2 separate regions of the Mus musculus genome follow, and region 2 is linked to region 1. A link is a contact called in public Micro-C data. All regions are on one chromosome and are shown on one strand. Each heading gives the region's core, a stretch centred on a gene start, on an enhancer-like site or on the middle of the called end of the contact. The rest is flanking DNA. Distances are from core to core; before and after follow the strand shown. Region 1 has its middle 41 kb from the start of Gm31626. Region 2 holds the start of Sp8 (trans-acting transcription factor 8).

Region 1 (6,398 bases), core at 1,196-3,695:
TTCCGAATCCCACCGTCACCCTGAAAGTCCAAACAACATCAGAAACCACAAAGCATGCCCACACAAACTCCATCCAAAAGACACGACTACTCTTTCATTCTCATCGACTAACCTTCCAAATGATCTCAACAAGATCAGCCTGGGTGCCATGAGAATGCAAGATCAAGACGGTAAAACTATGGATAAAGTTCAACAGCGGTCAAGAATCATGATCCATTTTTTTTAGCTGTTTGCAAAAAAAATCAATTAAAATTTTCTCCAGAAGCAGACCAACCTGAATAGCCATGTTTATACATCTGTTCACACTTGTAAAGTTATTTTCTCTGTCACATTCCTAAAAGAATAACCGAGCATCGGAAGTGAATGCACATTGTCATTTCACATTGTATTAAAATTATTCTCCACAGCCTGCCCATTGGCGTTAAGGAAAGTTAATCTCAGTCTCGACTAACAAAGTTTTCGCCTTTTTATCTATTAGGGCTCTCTGATTGTGGGGATCCAAAAAAGCCTTGAGTGAATGAGTAAGTTTGACAAGGGCCTGCCCGTGTCAAGGACCCAATGACTGAAATTGTGAGAATGGAAAAACCCTCCTCTGGTTCAATTACAAGTGTTTACAAATGACAGGCATGTTCAACAACTGGCAAGTGCAGCTTCCTCCTCCCTGATGTTGATATCCCAGACTGCTTTACTGCAGAGATCTCCCCAGACTAGCACTGTCTCCTCTATGCTGTACCTATGAACATGCCGAGGTTCTCTGTTCTTGCAAAGTACACTCAGCACATCTGACTCTGGCTTTTATGAGTGTCTGACATTTCTTCTGTGTCTTCATTTCCTCACTGCCCCAGTCCTACTTCAAAGCACCAAGCCATGTTGTTGGTGGTGTCTGATGGCCACAGAGAGATCAAATACTATGCAAATACAAGTTAACTTTCCATACTGCACTTGTCAATATTTCAGAAAACTTTATTTCCTAACAAAGGTGGATGTGATCATTGTAGTCATATAACAAGTGCTTGTTACAATGGCAGACTTGCCAGACTTGAAACCACCCCCAGGAGATGTCTCAGCCTATCTTAACGTTTTCTCACAATCGACATGTATGGATTCTGGTCCAATATTTATTCAATGTAATTAGAGTTGTAAAAAGTGTGAATGGCCATATTTCAGTATTTTTTTAATCTCCTTCTGAACAGCTTCATAGAACCCAGATGTTCTGTAGACTCTGGACTTCATCAAAAACTAGAACAGTAACAAACAGGAGTGTTCAAAAAGCTGGTGTATGTTATGTGCTACCACAAGATCCATTAACACTCATGTTTTCAACAATTCCATGTGAGAAGAATTATTTTAATCTCATTTTAGAGATTAAAAAGCTAAACTTATTTAATCGACAATTTGTCTCAGGTCACCCAACCTGTATATGACAAATAGGAAGCCATCATTGGTAAAGGTAAAACCCAGGTACATCCTGCTTGCTTGCAGAACCCTGTGAAGCAGGTGTCATCTCTGATACACAGGTGAAGAAATGGCCTTCATGAGTTCTGTGTTCATTCCATTTGTTTTCTAACACCTAAGCAGAAACATGCGGTAGGAGAGGGTATATAAATGTGTAGGCAAACGTATCCCTCTGCCACTCATAAAGTTCTCTATGGGGACGTGCATACTAACTATTTAATTATTTTGTGAAATGTCTTGTTTAAAAATATCTTTTTATGTATTCTTCAAGAAAAGTACATTTTCTTACATTGTCAGGTATGAGAAACACAATGGGAATAGAAACACGCAAGCTCTAAGGGCCGTGCTCTCTCCACCAGCCTTCTGAGGCATCTCTTTGGTGAAGAATTATAATGGTTCCATATTGATGGTGAGAGGATGGTTGAACAGTAAACAGAGCACTTTCATGCATGTTTTCTTCCTAAAGCTAATTCTGAATAAAATCACACATTACTTGTAAATTTCAAAGTGGTATTTGATTGTATTATGGCCCCCATAATGAATAAAGACCAGTGTTTAAAAGAAGAGGAATAAACCAAATAATTTCAAGGCCAAATATGTGTCGCTTTTAGATTAAATTTGCAAATCTATTCATTTGGTATGCTCAGTCAGAAAGACAGAGATACAGAGTCCCCTAAATGACCTCTCCCTGAGAAATAATTAATTGGCCTACAGTGTGCTTTGTTAAAGTAAGTAAGCACCCTTCATGAATATAAATTTAATGCCGTTTGAGGCAAATTGGTCTAGATATTTTTAATCCTCCCTCCTCTTTTAAGACTAGAATTTTTTTGACAAAACACTAGAAATTTTATAGCATTTAGACAAATTTTCATAAGTAAAGTAAAAGGTTTCTAGAATTTGATTGTTACTAATGGGTTTCTGTTAACAGCTCATACTGTGACTACAGAGTGACTCATGGGCGAGGTGCTTGGAATATTTTAGAAATGAGCAATGACTGGGGGACATGTTATTTACCTCCTCCACTCATAGGAGCATCAGACAGAGCTACCAACAAAACTAGATGTTCTGTTCCTGCAGCCACAGGACACAGAGCATTGTAGTACCCTGCAAACACCAAAGACAACAGGGAGCGGTGTTTTCTCATCCTGTCCTTCCTCCCTTTTCCTGAGCAATGAAATGTGAACCTTGAAAGTCAAGGACATGTTTTCTGAGCCACAAAATCTCGGGGTTTTTTTGTTTGTTTGTTTGTTGTTTTTTCAGTACTGGGAATGGAACTTAAGGCTTCAAGAATGCTGGGCAATTGCTCTAGCTCTAAGCCATATCCCAGCCCCAGGCTTCCAATTCCCATGTGAGTGTGTGCATGTGCAAGTGAGTGTGTGTTTGTGTGTGTGTATGTGTGTGTGTCTGTCAAAGTGTGTGTAGGTGTGGTAGGTGTGTGTGTGTATGTGTGTGTGAGTGTGCGTGCACTGCATCTGGAAAAGCAGCTTTTAAAATATCTTAGGCAAAAACCTAAGAGAAACAGAAAGGGAGAGAGGAAGGACTAGAAAGGGAAAGCAAAGAAAAGGGGGAGACAAATGAGGAGGAGAGAGAGAGGAGAGAGAGAGAGGGAGAGAGAGAGAGAGAGAGAAAGAGAGAGAGAGAGAGAGAGAGAGAGAGAGAGAGAGAGAGAGAGAGCACCTCATCAACTTTTTCTAGAAGACAAAATGTGTGGTGATCATTTTTGTCCAAACTGTTCAAGTCAAATGAACATATATCTTGGGGATGGAGAGTGGATGAGAAAGAGAAGGAATAAGAGAGAGTGGGAGAGAAGGAGAGGAGAGGAGGAAGGAGAATAAAGAGGGAGACAAAAATTAATCTTAATGGAATTTATTGTATAAGGCAAACATGCTCAGAATTCTTATTTGCCCAAACTGCCTAAGACGAATGAATGTACTCCTGATGAAGAAGCGGGAGATGGAGAGATGGAGAGATGCAGGGGATTGACTCTGTCCATTTTAAAGTTAATCAGCATCCATGATGATGTATCCCTCCAAAATAATAAAATGGATTAATCAGGCACTAAGGGAGAGAGGAGGGCAGCCATTTGTCCCCCTCCTGCGCTGGGATGAAATATACATAACGCGAGAAAGGGCACTGGCAAGTAGCCACAGGAAGAGCACCTGGAAGATTAAAGCCGAGGCCGGAACATTAACAAAGTACAGACCACACTGAATTAATGAGCACTGGAGATAGACACTCTGTGGAGTCTTAATTTATTTCCCTTTTCTAGCTCATCCTTTAAGAAAATGACAGTGTCTTCTTATCGATTTTACACTCAGAGATCAATCAGAATTGCCCTGACTCAGACAAAATTTACAGCAGTGTCTGACACTGCCCGGAGCATGTGGGCCCAAACAGACATTACAAGGAAGCAATAGATCATGTTTGTGTGTAGAGCTTGACGTGCTTAAAAATAAGCTAATCTGGGGTGGAATTTCCTTCTCTCTGACAAGCAGCTCTGCCCAGCTCTTCGGCCCCTAGTTACGAATTTCTCTCCTGGCTCCACTATTAATTATAACATGCGAAAAGGATTCATGTATTTAGGCCCTGAGGGAGGTCATCTGATCTGCAGTTTTAGATAAAATATAAACTAACAGATCACTCCTAGTTAAACAATGTGAAATGTCACTGCGAGGCACTCCATAAAAAAAGGAGCTAGAGGTGTTCCCGTCAAGAGCTATGATCAATTCTGACAAGCCAACAATATCAGGACTAAATGATGGGCCTGTGCATTCCTAAACAGCCCCCAGTGGAAACGGCTGGATCCGGAAGCTCTTTTGTGCAAGTAACTAGCTGTATTAAATGCAATAATTACAGAAAAGACACTGACTATAGCGCTCAGGCAGTTGTTGGGTAAGCCGATTGTTTCCGCACTGCTATTTATCTTGTAACGGGCCCCATGTGCCCTGTCTTGATGGGAGAGGAACGCCAGCGCAGCGTCCCCTTCCACGCCAGTCAAGTTTCTGGCTCCTTGGGTGACTTGGGTAGAGAGACTCGTGAAGAACAGGGAACAGAGGAAAAGCACAAAGTCAGTTGCTTGGAGAAAATGTCCGGTCTGAAGATCCTCCTTTGTCAAGCCTCTCTGGTCTCATGAGAGGGTTCTTGCTGTCTACCCAGAAGCCCTGCGGACACCACATAGAAGTTCCCAGTTGGCTAATGATACTGTAAGACTGTGAATTCGCTGGGTGATGCCATCTAAAAGAAAATAAAGGTGGTCAGATACCAGACTCTGCATCTGGATGAAGGAAATGATTTGAGAGACTTCTCTAAATAACCGATTGGCATATTTGACCATGTCACAAAAGAGTGTTAAATAATTATAACATACACGTGGAGAACAAAATATTACTCTTTCGTGGGGGATATTGTAATTCCTGTAGTATGATTTTTCTTAGAGAATTTTTTTTTTTACAAATTATTAGGACCAGTGAGATGGCTCAGTGTGTAAGAGTGCTTGCTACTAAACCTGAGAGTCTGAGTTTGATCCCTGCGACTCATGTAGTGGAAAGAGAAACCCAGTTACTGCAAGTTTTCTGGTGTACACACCCTGGTCAAGGGCATCTCTCTCTCTCTCTCTCTCTCTCTCTCTCTCTCTCTCTCTCTCTCTCTCACACACACACACACACACACACACACACACACACGCCCGCGCTCACACACAACTAAATATAATAAACATTTTTAAAAAACTACCCAGAAAAACCTATCTTGAGAATTTCAGTATTGTTAAATTGGCAAATAAACTAAACAGCCAGTTTGCCAAAGGAAAAAGTACACATGTCTACAAATTCTCGGGGAAAATGTTTAACATGTCTGATTATCAGGAAAATGCAAATCAAGACTATATGGAGATTTTTGTCTCACACCTGTCAGGATGACTGTCATCAAGAAAATCAGACAGGGCTGGACAGATGGCTCAGTGGCTAAGAGCACATGCTCTTGCTGAGGACTGAGTTCAGTTCCTAGCACCCACGTGGTGGCTAATAACCATCTGTAACTCCAGTTCCAATCTTCTGACTTCTGTGGGCACCAGGCATGCACAGGGTACCCATACATATATGCAGGCAAAGCACTCATATACATAAATAATCTAAAAAATAATGTTAAAAAATCAAACAGTAAGTGCTGGTGAGGGTGCTTTGGGGATGTGGCAGGACACTTTCGTTCTGCTAGTGGGGACATAAACTAGTCGGAGAGAGTTCCTTGAAAACCTAAAACTAGAACTATCACATGATCCAGCTATCTTCCCCTCTGAGTATAGCTATGTTAGTCTACCTCAGACTAATCTGCATATCTGTGTTCATTGCTACACAATTCACAGAAACTGTGGTAGGAAGTGAGCCCAGATGTCCATCAGCAGATGAATGAGAAGGAAATGTGGCAGACACACATGGTGGAATATTATTCTGTCATAAAAAAGTGAAATTGTCATTTGCAGGAAAATGGAACTGGATATCATTGAGTTAACTGAAAAAAATCAGAGTAAGAAAGAAAACAATATTTCATGTTTTTTTCTCAAAGAGGGAATCTAATGTGTTTCTCTGAGACATGGAAGATGAAGGGAGGTCTGTTTGAAAAGAGGAAGGGGATGGTGAGAATAAAGACAAGAGAAGGAGGAATATTATATATATATATATATATATATATATATGTGTGTGTGTGTGTGTGTGTACACACACACATATATATATATATATATATATATATATATGCACAGAGTCATAATAAATAAAACTATTTCTAATTTTTCATGTTAATAGTATGTAAAATATGCCACCAAATGTTTAAATGACATGTACAATGATAATGATTTGAAATTTACATGGTACCCTATTAAAATGTACAACTTTTATATATAATACTAAAGAAAAAAACCGATTACAAAAAGTAATATTTAAGGAATA
Region 2 (6,971 bases), core at 1,849-4,348, 150 kb after region 1:
TAAAAACCTCCTGGTTTATTAAATTTGAAATTCAAATGAAATTTATGCTGCAGATGCATACAGAATGCTAATAGATTTTAGCTTTATTGATAGTGGATCCCACAGGTTTGCAAGAAAACAGCACACTGTCTAAGCATGTTTTTTGCAGCATGTTAAAGTTCTTGTTGTGTAGGGGAAACTTTTAACTGATGTTTGGGAAGCTGAACTTCCTGTATTTCTTCCTCCTTTTCTCTAACCATCTCAATTATTAAGTACAATACTGCACAACAATGCTTAATATCAAAACAGGTGAACTGAACTCTGCCTTCAATGGCTTAACCAGACCAGCTGTATCTGTCATCTTCTCTTTCATAGGACAGGATTCAAGTGTGCTTGAGTTACTTCTCAAAGTGTGTGTGTGTGTGTGTGTGTGTGTGTGTGTTGGTGTTGGGGGTGTCATTGAGAGTAGTTTCATTTAAAGTAGAAGCCAGACTATGAGTGTTTTAACTCTGCTGTTTGATAACCTCATTATACACACACTATCCCTTTCATGGAGGAAGGGAAGACAGGAAATCAAGCAAAGGAGAAAGAAGTCTTTCAGCAATCTCCCACTTTCATAATGGGAGTAACTTGAATGTGTAAATTTAAATGTGTATGTATACCATACATCAGTGACACACTGATAAATATTTTCTAGTGTAAGCTATATATACAAACCTTTACAAACCCTCAGTGCTGAAAGCAAACCTCATGCAAATGGAAGAATCTAGCATCTTCACTAAATTCACACCAACATTGTGACTCATTGTCATAGGAAGAATGGCATGTGATTCTAAATGCACTTCTACAAATGAAAGATGTTAGCATTAGCCTAAAATGGAGTAGCTCAGAACTGCAGTCACATGATGCTGAGTTTTTCTAATTCCCGAATTTTTGAGGAAACTGGTTAACGCCTCTGTTTACTCTCATGCTCAGCATTTAACTTTTTAATAACCCTGCCTCCTTTTCTTCCAGAAGATAGGAGGATAAAAAGATACAATAACTATTCATAAGAAGGAGTCTTCCTTCAAAGCACTTCCCTCCACCTTTGAGGGTGATGGTATTGATTAACGTTAAACCCCAAATTTGAACAACTGTATATTAGGTTCTTAAAATGAATATCATTATGGAAGGAGACCAAAGCAATGAAGTTAATTCTCTTTTATTTGTTAAACGGAGTTCCCTCCTTCCCCCACCCCTTCCTCCTTCTGGGCTGTCCTGTCACGCCTTCTCAACACGCTAAAATCATTCAGAGGGGCTTGCAGAGAGAAACAGGACATTTATGGTAAGCGTTAGCTTTCAGAGAAAGAAAGCAGTTCATTAATTTACTTCACAGTTACTTCTAAGTATGTGGATGTCCCTTACTCCCTTAATCAATAGATATGATGTACAGTCAATACCCCTGCACATGAAAAAAAAAAGGCTCAGAAGTGCAAATCCCTGCACAACAAACATTAGGTCTAACTGTGCAGGTGAAATTTATGCAAAGGATGAAGCCCTACTTTGGACTTCTGCATAACCCAGGAGAATTAATTTTTGACATCTTCAGAACCTGCAATACACTTGAGAACAACCAATTAAAAAAAAAAAGTCTCCCAAGTCAAAACACATCAGTTCTGTCATCTACTCACATTTTAATCAATTCCCCTTTAGTATTAGACTTCTGAGAGTCTTCCTAACAGGGTAAAATAGGAATTATTGTGGTTTTAAAATGCATGAATATTCAACAAGACTCCAAGGACTAGATTTTCTCCTTTCATACTGGTACTGGCCTTTTTGTGGCTTAAGAATTTCTGTTGTGGTGACCACAGAATTGTAATGACATTTCTGAAGGCAACTAATAATAAAAATAGCAAGTAAGTGACTAAAACGCAGAGAATTTGAAGTAAATGCGCATGATGACTCGAACGCACTGGTAGATGGCTTGCTCAAACCATAGATGCTCCTATAAATGCAGCCCGAAAAGCTCACCTCCATTCTTACATAAATAGTACCAACAGATTTCAGTCATTCTGATTTTTCTGTCAGAAAGGCACAGTGGGGTTACCTGAGAAAACTTATAAACTGGGTAAAATGCTCCTCAATTTCTCATCCAATGGGAGAAAAACACACCCCCTCTTACTCCTCTTTCCATCTAATCCTTTTGTAATTTTACTGCATGCCAAGGGGCAAACACACCTCCTCCAGGACGTGCACTTCCAAAGCTTGAATCCCACCTCTGGTAGAGGGTAAGGGCGGCCAGATCTAAGTAAGGACTCAAAGGCGCAGGCGCACACTTGCACCATATCACTACCCCCTTTCCAATCTTTCTATTTGACCGAAACATCAGGAAATGGAAGGTAAGTATCAAGATTTTCTTCAAAACTATACTGAAAGAGTCCAGGAAGCTGGGGGGGGGGGGTCACTCCTTTTTTTATGTTCAAAGGGCAGAGGAAGTTAGTAACTTGAAGATAGGACTTGGGGCGTTTATTTACTGGCCTCACTCAACTTCGCAGTTTCTCTATCCAGACCGCCAATCTCTTAGGCACGTACACTTTATTGTATTGTTTCGGTTCCCTACCCCTAGCTTTGGTGCTCGCGCGCACGCACACGTCGGTCTTCCCTCTCGATCGCGCGCACCCACTCTCCACCTACACCAAACGGGTGCACGCCTCTCCACACCCGGGATTGAACGTACTGTCGCTCCTGACTCCCTACGGTAGAAGGACTCAGTTACCTTACACACTTTCCAGCTCTGTCCCTGACCCCTTTTGTCACACACGTAGTTACTCGGCCCGCTCTCGGTGGTTGTACGACCACTCTCTGCCCTTGCTAGGTCACGGTTTTTGCGACCCTGCCCAGTTACCCCTCCGCTTTCTACACTGCTCTCTCCGAGGTGGGTCACACTCGCGATCATTTTTCACGCGCGCGCACACGCACACTCTGCGACACTCGCACCCCCACACTCCCGCCGGCGCCGATGACCTCACGGCGCGCGCGCCGCGCGGCCCGGCGAGGCCACAGATTGGCTGGCCGCGCCTCCGCGGCACTTCAAAGCCGGAGAGGGAGCTACAATTGTGGCGGAATGGGCGGAACTGATCATTGTATTGCACACCTCTAAAAAAAACACTGCCTCTGATTTATCAATATAAAAAAGATCCTCTGAGAGGAGGAGGGCGCTTCTGTGTGATGGCAACTTCACTTCTAGGGGTGAGTCTCAGGATCTTCTCTTGCTGGTTTAATTAGTTTCCTTTTATTGCCTATCGGAGGGGGTTAAAGTCGCCCCGGCCAGGCCACGGGCTATCAGTCTCTCTATTGAGAGCCACCACCACCCCCCTAAATACAAGTGAGTTTAGAAAAAAGAAAGGGGGGGGGGAGGAGGCAGAGCCACTTTTTTTTTTTTCAGCACAGGAAAGGTTCGTAGGGCATTGAGACCCGCCACCTCGCAGAGCCTGGCCGCTCCCTGCTCGGGAGAACTGAGCATAGCCCCTAATACACTCGACGATTTCGAAGGGGAACGCGAGTAAGTTTTTCCCTCCTGGGCATACTGCAGATTCTCCCCCTTCCCCTTAATATTTTTCCTCAGCCCGGTTTGTATTGCAGGTACGTTGAGCTCGTCTTATTTCTACCATTATAGAGAGATATATATTGAGAGAGAGAGATGAAGGGGGTGGAGAGAGAGAGAGAGAGAGAGAGAGAGAGAGAGAGAGAGAGAGAGAGAAGAAAAAAATGGAAGAGCGAGTAATGGAAGAGCCGGGGAGAAGCAACTAAGGATGGGTTGAGGGGGATCTGAAAAGAGTTTTCAAAGCTCTCTTGGGATTGCAGTGTAGTGATCTTAAACGCAATCCAGAAATTTCCCCAGGTTGTAAGGTAAAAAGGAAACTTCTCCCTCCCTAGTCTGGATTTGGACTTTCTGTTCGTTTGATCGAAAGCGTCTAGGGCTTTGTGAACACAAGAGTGCCGTCTTAGTTGAGAATTCTTGTTAAACTCTTCTTTAGCGTGGCGCTTTGCTCCAGAATCAGACGCTCGCCGCCAAACTTGTCCCCTCCTGTAGAGTAGGAGGCAGCCGGGCGCCGGGGCAGCTGGGGGTGCAGGGTAAGTTGGTGGCAGTGTGCAGCAGCTAGAGATGGGGAGCAGTGGGGCGTCTGGAGGCTACCAGGGGACTAATACACATTTCTTTCCTCCCTCCCCCACCGGCCCTTTGCCCACTACCCCTCCCCCACCCTTCTTCTCTGCTCCGGTCTCAGGAAGAACCGAGGTTGGGATCCACTCCTCTGGCCATGCTTGCTGCTACCTGTAATAAGATCGGCAGCCCCAGCCCGTCTCCCTCCTCCCTGTCGGACAGCTCTTCTTCCTTCGGTAAAGGCTTCCACCCTTGGAAACGCTCCTCGTCTTCCTCCTCCGGCAGCTGCAACGTAGTGGGTTCCAGTCTCTCTAGCTTCGGTGTGTCGGGGGCCTCCCGGAACGGCGGCTCCTCCTCAGCCGCAGCGGCGGCAGCGGCGGCAGCAGCGGCGGCCGCAGCCCTGGTGTCCGACTCTTTTAGCTGCGGAGGCTCGCCCGGCTCCAGCGCCTTCTCTCTCACCTCCAGCAGCGCCGCCGCAGCGGCAGCAGCTGCGGCGGCTGCCGCTTCCAGCTCGCCCTTTGCCAACGACTACTCTGTGTTCCAGGCTCCGGGCGTCTCGGGGGGCAGCGGCGGCGGCGGCGGGGGAGGCGGCGGCGGTTCCGGAGCGCACTCGCAGGATAGCTCCCATCAGCCAGTGTTTATCTCCAAGGTGCACACGTCGGTGGACGGACTGCAGGGTATCTACCCGCGCGTGGGAATGGCGCACCCGTATGAGTCCTGGTTCAAGCCTTCGCACCCGGGCCTTGGCGCCGCGGCCGACGTGGGCTCCGCGGGCGCCTCCAGCTGGTGGGATGTGGGCGCGGGCTGGATCGACGTGCAGAACCCCAATGGGGCGGCAGCGCTGCCCGGCTCGCTGCACCCGGCGGCCGGGGGCCTTCAGACGTCGCTGCATTCACCGCTGGGAGGCTACAACTCGGATTATTCCGGCCTGAGCCACTCCGCATTCAGTAGCGGTGCCTCGTCGCACCTGCTCAGCCCTGCAGGACAGCACCTCATGGACGGTTTCAAGCCGGTATTGCCCGGCTCTTACCCCGATTCCGCCCCGTCGCCGCTGGCCGGCGCGGGCAGCTCCATGCTGAGCGCGGGGCCCGCGGCGCAGTTAGGGGGGTCCCCACGCTCGTCCGCTCGCCGCTACTCCGGCCGCGCCACTTGCGACTGCCCCAACTGCCAGGAGGCTGAGCGGCTGGGCCCAGCGGGAGCGAGCCTGCGTCGCAAAGGGCTGCATAGCTGCCACATCCCGGGCTGCGGCAAGGTGTACGGCAAGACGTCGCACCTGAAGGCGCACCTGCGTTGGCACACCGGCGAGCGGCCGTTCGTGTGCAATTGGCTGTTCTGCGGTAAGCGCTTTACGCGCTCCGACGAGCTGCAGCGGCACCTGCGGACCCACACGGGCGAGAAGCGCTTCGCCTGCCCGGTGTGCAACAAACGCTTCATGCGCAGCGACCACCTGAGCAAGCACGTGAAGACACACAGTGGTGGCGGCGGCTCGGCGGGCTCCGGCGGCGGCAAGAAAGGCAGCGACACCGACAGCGAGCACAGCGCGGCGGGAAGCCCTCCTTGCCACTCCCCTGAGCTGTTGCAGCCTCCAGAGCCGGGCCACCGCAACGGCCTGGAGTGACTGTCGCGATGCCTCCCACCTGAATCCCGTCGGGCTTGTGTACCTAGACTGGGCTCCAGTCTAGGCTAGCTGTGCGTTCTTTCCCCCAACTTCTCATTCTCTCTCTCACCGGTTTTCTGCTCTTAACTTTTAGGATGTGGACAGTAAGTAGCACACATCGGTGGCTGAATCCTTGGCTCCCTTCTGCACAGTGACAGCCATGCGGGGCGCAGTGGAAACCCGCTCCTCCAGCACTGGGCTGGCGGAACTTTGAAGAGGCTGTGGCCTCTGGGGTTAGGACGGGATGAATGGGTTGTCTGGTAGAACAGTGGCTTTTGTGGCCTTGGAAAGAACAGTGTTCAACCCGCTTGAGCCGCAGCTGTAGGGAGAGGGATGTAGGAGTCCTGCCAAGGAATCCCCTCCTGGACCCCCGAGTGCTCCCCTTGGACTGTCCTGTGCTGAGCATTACACTCGTGGGAGGACTGCTGCAACCCAGACCGGGTTAGCAGAGTTTAGATCTCCCCATTCAGCTCTGGCTAGGTCTTTGTGCCCTGCGGGTGAACCGATGAGAGTTCTGCGAACGGGAATCAATGCCTCCCCCTCCTTTCTTCTTTGTAACTTTTTATTTTTTAACTGAAAAACTGAGAGGAAAAAAATAAACAAGCAATCTTCCTCTTAGCTTCTCGTTTAGATAGTTTTCCTCTGCTTGCGAGCACGTTTCTCTCCAAACTGCAAATATTGATCCCAAAGTTATTTTGGTCGCCGTAATTTATGGGGTGGGGGCGGGAGTGAGGGTAGGTGTCTTTTCTTATGCAAAAATACCCCCTTTCCGGTGAGACCAGATTAAGTATCTTCGTGTTTGTCTTTTTCTACCTCGGTTTTTTCACCATCCCCAAGCATATTCTTCCAACTTCCCACATCACCACCACTTTTGGGTTAGTCTAGGAATCAATTTATCTACTGATTTCTGTAAATTATTGCAAGTCATTGATTAATTTTAGGGTTAAACTTTTTCTTTGTGATTTAAACTTAAGTGAAGAAGCTATCGTTTATTTCAGATGAGGCTGTAGTTTAAATGCCAAAAGAGGGAAACGGGGAAACAATTTTTAAAAATTCTTTGTAAAATATATCTGAACCTAATGGTTTGTACAACTGGAAAATCGTTCTAGATTAGTTTCCCATTAAACTTGACTCCGCCGCTGTGAGGTGTGAGACGATTTTGTATAGTATTTTTCTTGTACATTACTTCCGGTA

The links. Hi-C and Micro-C count contacts between places; a contact is called where the count stands out from the background.
Region 2: a contact with region 1 is called in a Micro-C map of embryonic fibroblasts, with 5 times the contacts expected there. The contact joins the promoter of Sp8 here to the enhancer-like site in region 1. A contact is called at or near these places in 5 of 39 promoter capture datasets (the 3T3-L1 cell line, embryonic stem cells, liver and 2 more), 9 of 484 Hi-C or Micro-C datasets (the C2C12 cell line, adipose-derived mesenchymal stem cells, cortical neurons and 4 more), 3 of 115 datasets of contacts at active chromatin or transcription factors (embryonic stem cells and stem cell-derived neural progenitor cells) and 2 of 9 other capture datasets (embryonic stem cells and embryonic tail).

What each region holds. Positions count from the first base shown.
Region 1 is chr12:118,699,601-118,705,998 of GRCm38.p6, forward strand. No RefSeq gene overlaps it. Among named protein-coding and RNA genes, the nearest start is that of Gm31626, 41 kb to the left of the region's middle. Within about 2 kb of position 2,446, at least 28 of the 459 cell types and tissues checked have an H3K27ac peak or open chromatin away from gene starts, as enhancers often do. A contact at or near this core is called in the C2C12 cell line, adipose-derived mesenchymal stem cells, embryonic fibroblasts and 2 more, where this site is marked.
Region 2 is chr12:118,844,135-118,851,105 of GRCm38.p6, forward strand. It overlaps Sp8 (trans-acting transcription factor 8), which reads left to right and starts at 3,099. Exons shown (of 2, transcript NM_001379379.1): 1 at 3,099-3,207; 2 at 4,245-6,971. The coding sequence starts at 3,187. The coding sequence ends at 5,738.